Regions from separate parts of the Sus scrofa genome. Here regions 1 and 3 are each linked to region 2. Evidence: chromatin contacts called from public Hi-C and promoter capture Hi-C data. All regions are on one chromosome and are shown on one strand. The core of a region is the stretch at or near the end of the contact, and the rest is flanking DNA. Distances in the headings are between cores, read along the strand shown. Region 1 holds the start of DLEC1 (deleted in lung and esophageal cancer protein 1). Region 2 holds the start of OXSR1 (oxidative-stress responsive 1). Region 3 holds the start of ACVR2B (activin A receptor type 2B).

What was found. Promoter capture Hi-C pulls out the DNA fragments that hold promoters and counts their contacts. A called contact is a pair of places that touch in the nucleus more often than the background predicts.
Region 1: a Hi-C map of skeletal muscle shows a contact between it and region 2, with 9 times the contacts expected there. The contact joins the promoter of DLEC1 here to the promoter of OXSR1 in region 2. A contact is called at or near these places in 1 of 5 promoter capture datasets (liver), 6 of 47 Hi-C or Micro-C datasets (embryonic fibroblasts, heart right ventricle, mesenteric adipose tissue and 2 more) and 2 of 2 datasets of contacts at active chromatin or transcription factors (alveolar macrophages and skeletal muscle).
Region 3: a promoter capture Hi-C map of liver shows a contact between it and region 2, with 4 times the contacts expected there. The contact joins the promoter of ACVR2B here to the promoter of OXSR1 in region 2. A contact is called at or near these places in 1 of 5 promoter capture datasets (liver) and 1 of 47 Hi-C or Micro-C datasets (heart right ventricle).

What each region holds. Positions count from the first base shown.
Region 1 is chr13:22,871,952-22,876,367 of Sscrofa11.1, forward strand. It overlaps DLEC1 (deleted in lung and esophageal cancer protein 1), which reads left to right and starts at 1,259. Exons shown (of 43, transcript XM_021071663.1): 1 at 1,259-2,064; 2 at 3,528-3,683. It overlaps PLCD1 (phospholipase C delta 1), which reads right to left and starts at 999. Exons shown (of 17, transcript NM_001243589.1): 1 at 859-999. The coding sequence starts at 892.
Region 2 is chr13:23,019,032-23,023,363 of Sscrofa11.1, forward strand. It overlaps OXSR1 (oxidative-stress responsive 1), which reads left to right and starts at 1,808. Exons shown (of 18, transcript NM_214342.1): 1 at 1,808-1,923. The coding sequence starts at 1,854. It overlaps ACAA1 (3-ketoacyl-CoA thiolase, peroxisomal), which reads right to left and starts at 1,107. Exons shown (of 15, transcript XM_003132103.4): 1 at 984-1,107.
Region 3 is chr13:23,235,236-23,239,436 of Sscrofa11.1, forward strand. ACVR2B (activin A receptor type 2B) reads left to right here and starts at 2,464. Exons shown (of 11, transcript NM_001005350.2): 1 at 2,464-2,527. The coding sequence starts at 2,476.

The DNA.
Region 1 (4,416 bases), core at 9-2,508, 150 kb before region 2:
AGCAGGAAGACATAGCCGCCTAAGAGTGGGTGGGTCCCCAGGCTGGAACAGAGAAATGCCAGGTACAGGTTGAGGGGCCTATGCAGCTTGAAGACCTCCAGCCCCTGATGTCCAGAACCAGCGGCTGCTCTCTCTCCTGAAGACACAGCGATGCAGAAAGGAGCTGGCCTAGACTCTTTCTCCGTGGGTCGGGGAGACGGAGCTCGGCTGGACAAAAGGAGGAGCTGCAGGCAGTTAGAGCTGAGACTCCGGCCATTCCGGCCAGGAGGGTGCGCAGATGGGGGCGACTGGGCTGCTCATCCCAGCCCGAGCGTCGCTGACTACGATTTCTTGCGCTGGGCAGCTACCGCGGCACAGCCAGACCTCCGCCAACCTTGTAAACCACCTCGCCCCACCCTTCCCACCCCGCCACACCCACGCGACCTGACGCGGTCCAGGCACGCCTGGGCTTTGGGGAGCCTCTCCGGGCGGCCCGGACGAGGCGGAGAGAACTCGGTTATTCGTGGATGCTGGTTCCTTCCCTCCTCGGTCCCTCAAAGCACGCTAGACCCTGGAGCCCAGCCTTCCGTGACCAGGATAAGAAGAGTAGTCCCCGAGGCAGCGAGGCCGGGGGTCATCTTCAGACTTGCACCTCTCCTCGCCCCACCCGCCAGACCTGGGAGACAAGCCTGGAAACGCCCAGGGTCGTGTCCGGCGGTCCAGGGCCGAGATTTCCTCAATGCGACAAAAGAGCCGAGGGGCGGGCCCGGGGCGGGGCAGAGGGAGGCCGAAGGAGCCGGGGGTCCCCCTCCCAGGGCCGGTAGGCTTTGCTCAGGGTCAGCTCAGGCGGGGACCCCAGCGTGCCTGCCGAACACTCACCATGCAGGGTCAGGAAGTCCCGGCCTGAGTCCATGCCCGACGGGCGGCGCGGCGGGAGGGGGGCGCCGCGGGACACTTCTTCGCGGCGACAGCGCTGGCGGCCTAGGGTCCCAGCGCAGTGCGGTGGAGGGACCCGAAAGGACTGCGGAGGGGAGGAGATTGGAGGTGGGCCCGGGACTCCGCTCCGCCCCCCGCCCGAGCCCCCGCCCCCGCCCCCTGGGCCCTCCAACCCGCGTCTCTCCCCGCCCCTCCTGGGGATCGTGGAGGAGGGCAGAGGTGGGGGCCAGCAAGCCGGGCCAACCTTGGCCGGGGCGGGTGGGTGCGTCCCAGCCAGAAATAGCCAGATCCCTCTGGCTTCTGGCTTCCTCCGCTGCCGCCACCCACAGGCCGCGGGCCCTGTCATTACCGAGGGCGGTGGGGCCCCACGCCCTGCCTGCGGGCGCCTTGCCGGGGTTAGGGTGATGCACGGAAGAATCTGGCGTCCTTCTGGGACAGGGACTTCGTAACTTAAGACGCCCTACCGTGATGCTGCGTAAAGGGAGCCTCAGAGTTCAGGCAGCCAGCCACTGCCCCCCGGATGTCTGTTTTCTCTTCTGCAAAACGGGTGCAAGGCACAAGTTAGATCCTTGGAGAGGCGTGCCTGAACCTACTCTGTAGAAGGGTCCCCTCCAGTCTCGCTGGGAAGTTTCTAACACCGGAAGTGCCCTTGGTGGGGACTAGAGCAGAGGCAGTAAAAACTTAGAGCAAGTAGCTTCAGAGAGGTTGGCTTTGAGCCCTTCACGCCCCAAACTCCTGGCAATCTGTACAGCGGAGTGAGGGGCAGAGTTGGGCATCTCCAGGGCTCCTTCTATGGATGGCCTCCCAAGAGGCTGTCTGGGCAAGGCGTCCCTACATGGACACCCCCCCCTTACACACACACTCCCACCTTCAAGTCTGGCAACCCAGCCACCCTCTTTATAGGTACCTAGAGACTCTAAGGGAAAGTCCAGGGATTCTGCTGCCTACTGACTTTTGGGAGAGCCCCCAGAATACCTCCCACGTTGGGGATGCTGTGCCCACCAGGCCCCCCCCCATAGCCCCCCTGGGTTGATAAAGCCAGTGTGAGAGTCCAGCAAAACCAGTCGGACCCCAGCCCTTCCCTCTCTAGGCACAAGCAGGCCTAGGTGGCCTTGAATACCTCCGGAAGGGATGTCAGCCTGCCAGAGGGTGAGTCTTCCCATCCTTATGGTTGAGACTGGTCGGGACTTTGGAGACTCTGGCTGTGGAGTTCCCACTCCCTCTGTATGCCTCCCCTACACCGGGGGTGGGGTGGGGGGATGTAGCCCTCTATCTGGCACTCTCCTCAGTCGGCCTGCTCTCCATCAGGAGCAGCCCTATAAGAGCCCTCTCTGCTTTCTCAGGGATGAGCAAGTCCACACAAGACATCCTTTTGAAGCGCCAGCCTGGGGGCGGGGAGGATGAGGGGTCCTTTCTCTGCCCTCGCCCTCCTTCTACCCGGCCAGGATGCCTGCCTCCAGGCCTGCTCCCCTGGGGGCCTCCTCTGACCTCGGGGCTAATCCCAGGACCTCTGACATCCCCAGGGGCCTGCCGGCCCCTCTAGTCAGCAAGTCAGGCCTCCTTAAGCCCTGCTTCTCTTTCCAGGCAGAGACATAATGAAATTCTGACAGCAGCAGTTGGCTCTGAACCTTCATCTTAAACATCATTCCTGTTTATTCACATCACCTCCCAGCTCTGAGCCCCAAGCCCAATCCAGAGCATTATCTGGTGGGGGCTCCAGCTTGGCCCTTCCTTTGCACACACCGAACCTGCCTCGTGCAGGCCCTCTTCTGGCCTCTGGCCCAGGCAGAGGAGCTGAGGCCTCCTCCCAAGCCTGGGGTTGCTGGGCAGAGTGGGCACGCTGACTCAGAGTTGGCACACGCAGCCAGGTTCTGCCAGAAAAGAGGGCTGGGCCACATGCCACTCAGAGAAACAAGGCTGCTGCTCTGCCCTGTGGGGCAGCTGTTCCCTGGGACTCTCCCCCCCACCCCCAGTCTGCCCTCCATCTCCCTCACAGGCTGGAGACACTCTGCTTACTTCTGCTGTGCGTAAGCCTGGGTGGCATATGGGACTGTGCATCTCTGTGTGGATGGGCTAGAGGCCTAGCAAGAGGATTTTTCCCAAACCTCATTTGCTGGATTCTGCTCCCTCTGCCCTTTAACCACCAAGGCCCTCTGTGGGCCCAGGCCTGGCTAGGTGCCTAAATTACCCCCCTAAAATCCAGCTCTCAGTTGCCTCTGCAAGATGCCCTGAGATCCTGGTGACTCACGGAGCTTTCAGCAGCACAGAGAGGCCATGTGTGCCCAGAGACTAGTTGTCCGATGGAGTTTCAGGCATCCCACCACCCCCAGCTGACCATCGTGTCTTCGATGTGTATGTGAGGGTGGGTATGAGGGCTTCTGGGATGATGGATGAAACCTAGTGTCAGAGCTGGTACCCCCCCAAGTCCTGCTTCTTGGCCCCTCCGCCACTACCTTCTCTAAGAGGCCTAGAGAAGGGGGAGGATCAACCCAAGAATGCCAACTTTCCAGATTTGCTTCAGAGCTGACCCTGCCCAGCCCTTCCCCCAGAAACACAAACCTAGACCAGCTTGGGTAGGTGAGGTGGATGATGTTTATTCTGCCTCCTCCTAGTTTTTCGAGCACAGCCGATTGGAGGGCTGTTTAAATCTTGGTTCTGCAGTTTCCCACTGTGAGACTGAGCAGATCCCTTCACCTCTGGGAGCTCTGCATCAGGAGCTGCAATCCTCCTGGGAATTGGCTGAAATAACAGACGACATTGGCTACCTGGTAAGAATAAATGCTGCCGGCCAAGCATGGTGCTGGAACACCCTCCACCCATGGTGGGCACAGGGCCCGGCCTGAAGCCCTTGGACCCTGATGCTTGTGAGGGCTGGAAAACCTCCTCTGAGCTCCCTCCTGTGGGTCCTGCACCCACATACATCCAGAGGAAAAGTAAAGGCTGCCTCTCCCATGGAAGCAGCTATGGCAAAGTGACTGTGCTCTGATCACACCAGGCAGCTGCTACTGACCGCATAGAGATCCAGGCTGCTGTGATGGATCACAGGCTTCCTGGGCTGGGTGGTAATGCCAGGACTCTATGGGCTGATTGCCAGTTACTTTTCCATAATTATATTTGTGGGATTTATTGCAAATTCATTTGTGAATGTGATGTGATAGGCTTTTTAAAAATTTTTGTTATAATTGATTTACAATGTTCTGTCAATTCCTGCTGTACAGCAAAAGTGACCCAGTCATGCACATATATACCTTCTTTATCTCACATTATCTTCTATCATTTTCCATCACAAGTAATTAGCTATACAGTTCTCTGTGCTATACAGCAGGATCTCATTGCCCATCCACTCCAAATGCAACAGTTTTCTCTACTAACCCCAGACTCCCAATCCATCCCACTCCCTCCCCTTCCCCCAAGGCAAACATAAGTCCTCCTACATGTCCATGGTCTTTTCTGGTTTTTGTTTTGTTTTGTTTTGTTTTTTGCTTTTTAGGGCTGCACTTG
Region 2 (4,332 bases), core at 558-3,057:
CCCACATCCTCACGGATACTAGATGGGTTCATAACCCACTGAGCCACAAAGGGAACTCCAAAACCTTGAGATTTCTAATCTCTACCATCAGGTTTATCTCCTGACAGATCTGATCCCCATCTCTCTTCTCCCTGCCAAATGAAAGGCAAGAAACACATGGCAATAAAGGTGTCAGTAGTAACAGCTGAAACCAATCTTTACAGCAAGGCCTGTGCTATGCTTTCAGACATGGGAACAATAGCACCTTCGCCGTGACTGGATATTCTAGCCTCTCAAATTCCTCCTGTTGGCATCAATGTGAACTTTTCAGGGTCTCCTCTGTGAAACATTATCCAATGCCACCAACCAGGTGGAAACCTGCTAACAGCTTCGTTCTGCAGCTCCCAGTTGACTGCTTTGGTTTTGTGGTCAATGGATTTCCTGCACAAGGTTTCCAGTGCCTGGTAGGGTATGGTTCTTAATGACTAATACAGGTCTGAAAGATGTTCAACTCAGAGGGGTTCACAACCGAGCCTGACCCACATCGATACTCTCGTCTCCATTCTACCAAGCGCGTTCAATTTTCACCTCATTAATTTCCCCCAAAGACCTAAGTGTTCAACTTGAGAAAACTTAAGTTCAGTGAGGTCACACAAAAGTCAAGGCCCTTGAAATGACCTCAGATACCGTGGGCCAAACCTCACTCGTTTAGTATTTCCAGCCACATCAAGGGAAAAATGCCAACCTTCTGAGGTCCCAAGGTAAGGGCTCACTTGAGCTCCCGACCCAAAGCTTAGAGGGGACAGAACACCCTCCTGCCCCGTAAGGTTAGAGAAAATGCTATATCGCGCGCTGCAAAGAAAACTTCCGCCTAGAAAGTGTCGTCACTTTCGGTGAACTTCCGGCTCCACTCAGTCCCGTGGCCAAAGGCCTTTTATCCTATTTGGCAGTCGTCCACACTCCCAGGTTACCCCACCCAGCTGCTCCCTAGGGTTTCTCCACACCCTGCGGAGCCTTTTGCACGTCTTGAGGGTGTGACGGTTACGCCGCGACGTCACTCGGCGGAACCAGGCAAAGCAATCAAGGTACCAGAGATCGCCAAAGATCGGAGCCCTGTCGCCAAACCGCGCGCCGAGCGCCTGGAGGCAGGACTAATTTATGAGTGACGTCCACACACGCCTATTGCCTTTCTGATTCCTTCTCAAATAAGCCAATGAATGCGACGGCGGAGACGGCAACGTGCCCCAGCCGCCAGAAGTGGCTCCGCCCCCTCTACTCGACCGCCCTTTAGTTGCCATGCTTAGTGTGGCTAAAGCTTCTGGGCTATTTAAGGCTCTTCTCTGGCTTTCCGAGTTCCTTGCCGAACTCCTGCCAAAGCATTTCCTCCCTCCCCTTGTCAACTTCCTCCTCGAGCTCCAAGCGCTTTCGCTTTTTATCCAGCCACTCTTGATATGGCGCCTGGGGGCGTGGCCCATGGAGGCGTGCCCGGCGTGGTGACGTCAGCGCGCTGCGTGTCGGCAGGTGGAGGGAGAAGGGAAAGTTTGGCCCGTGCGTGGGGCTAGGGTGGAGGGCGGGACGGAGGGGCTGGGCCCAGGCGAAGCTAGTGTCGCTGCAGCAGCGGAGGCCGAGGCCAGGCGCTGGGCCGAGCCGGGGAGTGCCAGCCGCGGAGGAACAGGAGACGAGGTCTGCCGGCGTTTCGAGCCCACCGCCGCTTTGCCGCGCGGACACCCCCCGCCAGGCGCCGTCCGACCAGTGGCTGTTCCAGAGGCGGTTGGTGGGGGCGCGGCAGCAGCGGTTGGGGGTGGGGAGAGGCGCGGCTAGGAGACGGGAGAGGTCAGCGAGTTGGAGGGAGAACCGAGTGCGGTGCCGCCGTCATGTCCGAGGACTCCAGCGCCTTGCCCTGGTCCATCAACAAGGACGATTATGAGCTGCAGGAGGTGATTGGTAAGAGCTGTCGCCTTGGAGGGAGGAGGCGCTACGTTGGGCGGCGGGTGACACGCGGGAGCTTGGGGAGGGCAGGACCCTCAGATATTCTTGGGCACTCGAGCGGCCCGGGGCGAGGTAGGGCGCGTGGGTGAGGCTTTGCGTTTGTGCAGCGCGTGCGAGGCAGGGAGGCTACTTTGAGTGGCGCTCCTGTGCGGCGGGGCAGGGTGGGGTTTGAGGGGCTCCCAAGAGATTTGCGTACTGACTGATGTTTGAACCTGAGCGACAGGTGTGTTTGGGAGAGAAAAGTGCAGGTGTCGGAAAGGCCTTTACAAGGCGCTTCGAGAAGTGAGGTATTGCAGTTGGGACACGGCCCCCTATTTGGGGGGTGATGGGATAGAGTGCTTTTGTTCACTTCAGCATCCTTGTAAGAAGTGCCAGGCGTTGCTGGGATGGAGCCAGGGATCCTCTCCAGATGAAGCTGCAAGTACAGCACTGAGCTTTGTAGACAACTTGCGACTGCTTGAAATTGACTTTCTAGTTACAGAGGTAGACATTAGATAAGTAGGCAAATAAAAAGAATGACAGGTTTTGGCAAGTGCTAGGAAGGAAATAACCAAGAAGTTCTGATAGAGAATAACCTAGAGACCTAGTCGGGGCGATTTCAAGGAAGTTGTTTTTTCCGAGGCATTGACATGGAAGTTGAGCACTGAAGGATGACCGTCTTAAAGAGCCTAAGGAAGATTTTTCCTTCCTGAGGGATGAGGAAATGCAAAGGCCTTGAGGAGGGAAGGAGCTTGGTGTGTTTTAGGACCTGAACGAAGACTGGTAAGGATAGAAAAGTAAGGGAAGGGCCAGATCTTAGGGACCTTCTCAGCCAAGGTGAGGATTTTGGAATTTTATTTTAAGTGTTATTGAGCGCCTTCAAGGGGAACATGACATGATTTGATGGGTCTGGCTGTTTTGTGTGAAATGGGTTTGAAGGGGTCCTGGGAATACCAGTTGGCAGAAACCAAAACTTGCACAAACATGGATTGTAATTCTCTCTGAGAGGCACAGTGATTGAGGGAGCGTGGGGGCCAGGGATGAGGGGGTATTTGTTGGACAACAATAATCCAGTGATTTTAGAAATCAGAAGGGGGTGGGTTCAGCTAAACAGAAGCTCAATACAACTGATAGGAGCAGACCCCTGTGTGTTGGAGGAAGGAGATTGTCTACTTTGCTAGCTCAGCATCCTGTCCTAAAATTAGTTTTATAACAAAGAGTGGATGAAAACCCCTTAGCTGGTCTTGTGGGGTTTGAGTGTTTATTGCATTCTGCCTGTATTTAAAGAAACTTCGTCACATTTCTTTTTTTCACTTTACTTGCCTCTTGTTTCGAAACAAATCTGGGCTAAGTTTTATCTGAAAGACATCACAACTTTTTCCTTAAGCCACTTCATGGATCTGGTCCTTCCTGCTGGGTCTTTGATGTGTACTGGTTGGTTGTAAAAACAGCTAGCTAGATCCCTGTCTTGATTGACTGCTTCTGTTCCTTCAGTCAGTTTCATATTGGAGAAAGGGATTAAAAGGGAGATTCCAAAATGATTTCTAAAAAGTGAAGAAAGGGGGTCACTGTCATTTTAGAAAAGGAACTTTGCTTTTCTTTCCGATAAGGAGTACGTCTTTCTAGGGTGAAGAGTTGGGTTGTGGTTGTTTTTAATGTCTTTGCTGTTAAGGTGGCACAAGGCTCTAGAGCTTGAGAGACTTGTTAATTTGGTGTCTTCAGACCAAGAGGGTGTCTGTGAGTGGACAAAAGGGAGGCTTAGCCCTCTGGAATAGGGTTAATCTTCATCTCATTCTCGAAATGGTCTGTGTATAAAAAGTTAAGAATGCCAATGTGATTTGACCACCTTATTTTTTTTTAATTTTTTGAAATATAGTTGATTTATAATGTGTTAATTTCAGGTGTACAGTAAAATAATTCAGTTATACATATATCTGTGTTCTTTTTTTATATTCTCTTCCCTTGTAGGTTATTACAAGATACTGAGTATAGTTACCTGTGCTTAACCACCTTATTTTTAAAAACAACATTACTCTGAGGTATAATTTTACCCATTTTTAAGTATAAAATTCAGTGATTTTTAGTAAATTTATTGTGTTGTGCACCAATTAGCATTAACCAGTTTTAGAATATTTTCATCACCCCAATGAGATCCCTTGTGTCTGGTTGCAATTAATTAGTCCCTGTTCCCACCCCAAGATCCAGGCAACGGCAAATCTACTTTGTCTCCATAGATCTGCCTTTTCTGGACATTTCATATAAATGGGATCATATAATAAGTAGTCTTGGGAGTTCCCATCAAGGCTCAGTGGTTAATGAATCCGACTCGGAACCATGAGGTTGCAGGTTTGATCCCTGGCCTCGCTCAGTGGGTTGGGGATCTGG
Region 3 (4,201 bases), core at 1,214-3,713, 220 kb after region 2:
GCCTTAAAAAAAATAATAATAAATTTAATAAATTAAATTAAATTAAATTAAATAGGAGTTCCCACTGTGGTGCAACAGGATCGACAGCATCTTGGGAGCCCTGGGATGCAGGTTTGATCCCTTGGGCACAGTGGTTTAAGGCTCTGGTGTCACAGCTGTGGTGTATGTTGAAATATCAGCTTGGATCTGATCCATGGCCGGGGAAACTCCATATTGCTGCAGGGTGGCCAAAAAGGAAGAAAAATAAAAAGTTCCCAGAGAAGTCAGGGTGGAAGACACAGATGTGTTAGCAGTTTGGTTTACCCTGAGCTCTTATTGTGATACCCATTTAGCGTGAAGTAGAAGAGAGGAAACAACCAGTTTAATTTGTGGTAGACACGTTACAGTTATAACCTTCCAGTAGGAAGGAGGCAGTGATTTATCATCCCTAGAAAAAGACACTTATTCTGGATATGGAGTTGCTTTTCTTGTCATCATGTGTCTATCAGCATAGCCTCCCGTGGAGTTACCAAATACCTAATACAGAGCCCAAGTATCCCATTCTCTGCCGCTTCTTACTTAGCACACAGTAGCATTCAACTCTGTGTTAAAAGACCTGTATAGGAGTTCCTGCTGTGCTGCAGTGGTTCAGAATCTGACTGCAACCACTCAGGTCACTTTGGAGGTGCGGGTTCAATCCCTGGCCCACACAGAGGGTTAAAGGATCCAGCATTGCTCTAGCTGTGGCATGGGTTGCAGCTGTGGTTGGGATTCTTTGATCCCTGGCTCAGGAACTTCCATGTGCTGCCAGTGCAGCCATTTAAAAAAAAAAAAAAAAGTGTTATATAAGGTTAGCAAGGAGGGGCTGTCATTTCTGGTGTATATTTATTAAGAGGCCTTCAGAGACTCCCAAATATTTCTGGGTAGTGATTCCAAAGTGTTGTTGGCCCCTGAGGTGTACTTGGTACTTTGGAAACGGGATGGTAGCCCTTCATTTCAACTTCGATCAAGGCAATATACATTTTACATGGTAGGCTTTTACATAAGATTTTGTTTGAATAAGATTTGTGTAATTAAGCAAAAAAATGCATGGAGTTCCTTGGTGGCCTAGGTTAAGGACTCCGTGTTGTCACTGCTGTGATGCTGGTTTAATTTCTGACCAGGGAACTTCTGCATGCTGCGGTTTCGCCAACAAAGAAAAGACGGAAGGAATCGAGTCTCACTTTTCCTCCCTTATTTTTTTATTTATTTAGGCTCCTCACTTTCTGAATAAAAAGGCTCGGAAAAGTGAAACAACTCACTTCCAGGCACCACCTCCCTCCTGGTTGCTCTTGCCCTGCTCCTAGAAAGGCTGTGGCAAATCTGGAGAGGCTGAAGTTCTCTATTCAAGGATTCTGCACCTCATCCCTGAGCTGTGAGGGGGCTTTCCCTCTTTAGCTAGGGGCCCCCGTCAAGACCCTTCCAAACTCTAGCTGTGATAAGGACGGTAGAATCTGAGATAGAGAACTGGGTGGGAGTGCTGAGAATATTTGGGTAAGGGTAGGGAAGCAAGTTGCTACAGGCCTTTTTCCACCTGCTGCTGCTCTGCCCGGCGGGACTCGCGCCCTCCCTCACTAGGATGGGTCAATTCCAAGATCTCTAGTTGTGGCTTTGTGACCCCCATCAGGCGGGGAAATGAAGGCGCAGAGAGGAATCATCGGGGGCGGTCCACTCACTCGGGGTCGCAGGGCAGCATGCGTTCCGGGAGAATGGGATCCTCAGCGCGGAGCAAGAATCCCGGTGCGGGAGGCCACGGGGAGCTGGGGAGCTGGGGTTCTGGGGTAAAGTGCTACCGGACACGACCCAGCCAACTCTGCCAGCTGACCCTGCTTAGCCCTCCAAACCCATGGTTTGCACGCGTCCTGCTGGAGGGCGCGGCCTGGGGGCGGAGTCTCTGTGTTGTTGTTTCTCTGGAGCCACGCCCCTGAGGGGGGCGCGGACCACGCGGTCGGAGGGCCCGCCTCCCCTCCCCCTCCCCGCCCAGCTCGCCCGCCTCTTTGTATCCAACATCCGGGTTTCCCTGCTGGCTCGGCTCCGCGGCCGAGGCTCAGGAGCCATTTTGGACGCGGTTCAGCTCCCCTCCCCCCACCCCTCCCCCAGTTCATGGCCCCTCCGGACTCGGCCCCTGCGCCCGGGGCCCGGGCCCAGCCCCGCCGCGCTATGCCTGAGTCGGGCGCGCCCCGGCCCGCGCCCCGCCGCCGCCCCCCGGCCCCCGCGTCGCCCCGGAGCCGGGGCCGCAGCCTGCGCCGCCCGCAGCGGCCCTGAGCCCGGCCCCGCCGCGCGGCCCTTGGAGCCTGCACGCTGCCCTGGGACGAAGGCGCAGGAAGCGCGCGGGGAACAAGACCGAAGGAAGGAGCGGGAAGGAGAGCGCAGCCGCCGCCGGGCCCTGCGCGCCCCAGGAGCGCCGCGCGGCCCTGCCCGCGGGCTCCGGGTGTCCGCGGGGCGGCGCCGCGGAACATGACGGCGCCCTGGGCGGCCCTCGCCCTCCTCTGGGGATCGCTGTGCGTGGGTAAGGACAGGGCGCGGCGTGGGGGGCGCGCAGGTCGGCCTCGGGCGCCGCGCGGTGTTTACCAACAAAGGGCGGGCCCGCGGCCTCCTTATCGCGCCACCTGCACCCAGCTTGCACCTCCCGGGGCGGGGACAGGGGGCGCGTAGCGCGCCCCGCTTGCTGATCTTTTGGGGGACGGTCTTGCCCGTGCGGCGGCCTGCGGGTCTCCAGTTCGCAGAGGCAACCCCGGGGTCAGGGTTCAGACTTCACGGGCGCGTGGCACCCAGGCAGACTAGGAGGAGAACTGGAACGAGGGGCAGGTGGCCAAGCTGAGCTGGCAGGTCTAATGCGGGAGTGGCGGGATTGTAGGTGCAGCAGCGGCTGGCAGCTGGAGTGCGCGATCTTTAGAGCCACTAGGTGTAGCGAAGGGAAGCGCGTCGCTTCACATAGCCGGGAGGAGTCCAGCACCCCATCCCACCAGCATCTGCGTGGTGTTCCTCCGGAGGCGCGCCTTTGGCGCCAGGTCCCACCTGCGCCTGCTTTCCCTGCGGCGATCTGGGACGCGAGATGCTGGCCACCCCGCGGGACTGCTTTGTTTTGGGCGCCTAGGAGGGGAGGGGAGATGGGAGGAAAAACCAACAGGTCTCTGTTCTGTCTGGCCTCCGGGAAGCACGTGGCGGGGGCGGGTGACCCTCGGGACTAGCGTTCGGCGTGCGTGCGCGTGGTTGAGCATATTTGGCTTCGAGTGTATATGCGCGTTTTTCCGCGGGGAGACCTCTTCCCCCAGGCCTAAGCACTGATTTTCCTCTTTTAGCGCTTCTGGGACGCAGTACGTGCGGCTACGGGCTTGGCATTCGGGTTCAGAAAGGCCCGGGCAGCCGTGGGGAGCCACGCATTAAATCTCCAGGGAGAAGCCTGGGGCGGTCGAGGAAGCTGGTGCGCGGCAGCCCGGGAGCCTGGTCCTCCGCGTCTTTGTTCCCAGCCCCCATTACACATGCAGCTCGGGTCCCCCGCCGCCGCCGCCGCCCGAGGTGGCAGCAGCGCGGAGTCTGGGAAACCCGCGAAGGGCGGGGCCCGGGCAGGCAGGGGCGGGGCTGGGATCCCCAGGCTGCTGCGGGGGTGGGGAGTGGGTGGGAATCCGGGATCTCCTCCTCATCCCCACTCCCACTCCCACTCCCACTTCCACTCTACCCGCCTCCTGTGTAGTGTAGCATAGCTTAGCTGTCTACACCAAAGCGAAAGAGCTCCAGGCAGGGCTTAAAGCTGCGTGGCCTGAGTGCAGGGACCAGAGAACAGAGACCCCTGTTTGGTGCCTGGTGCTGTATGGAGGGGGTGTCATGACTCTTTTGGAGCCATTACCTGTGTCGTAGAAGCAAAGTTTTGGTGGTGTTGAACCTGTTCCTTTCTCTGCCTTTAAGTGCTGCTTTTCCCCACGAATGAGAACTCTGAAGTGAAAGAAATGCATTGGCCTCTGGAGAGGAGGGCTGCAGCCAGCTGACTTAATGGACAAGCAGCAGGTTACTTGTCTATCTCTGGATCCCTGGCTCTTCCATTCTCAGGTCTGCAGAAGGAACCTCCTTCCAGGACAGGACAGCCTCAGACCTGGAACCCTCTCTAGACCCTCAATGGGTGAGGCAGAGAGGGATTGGGCCCCTAGAAGCACTGTATTTCCCTCCTCTTCCCTGCCTTGCGGAG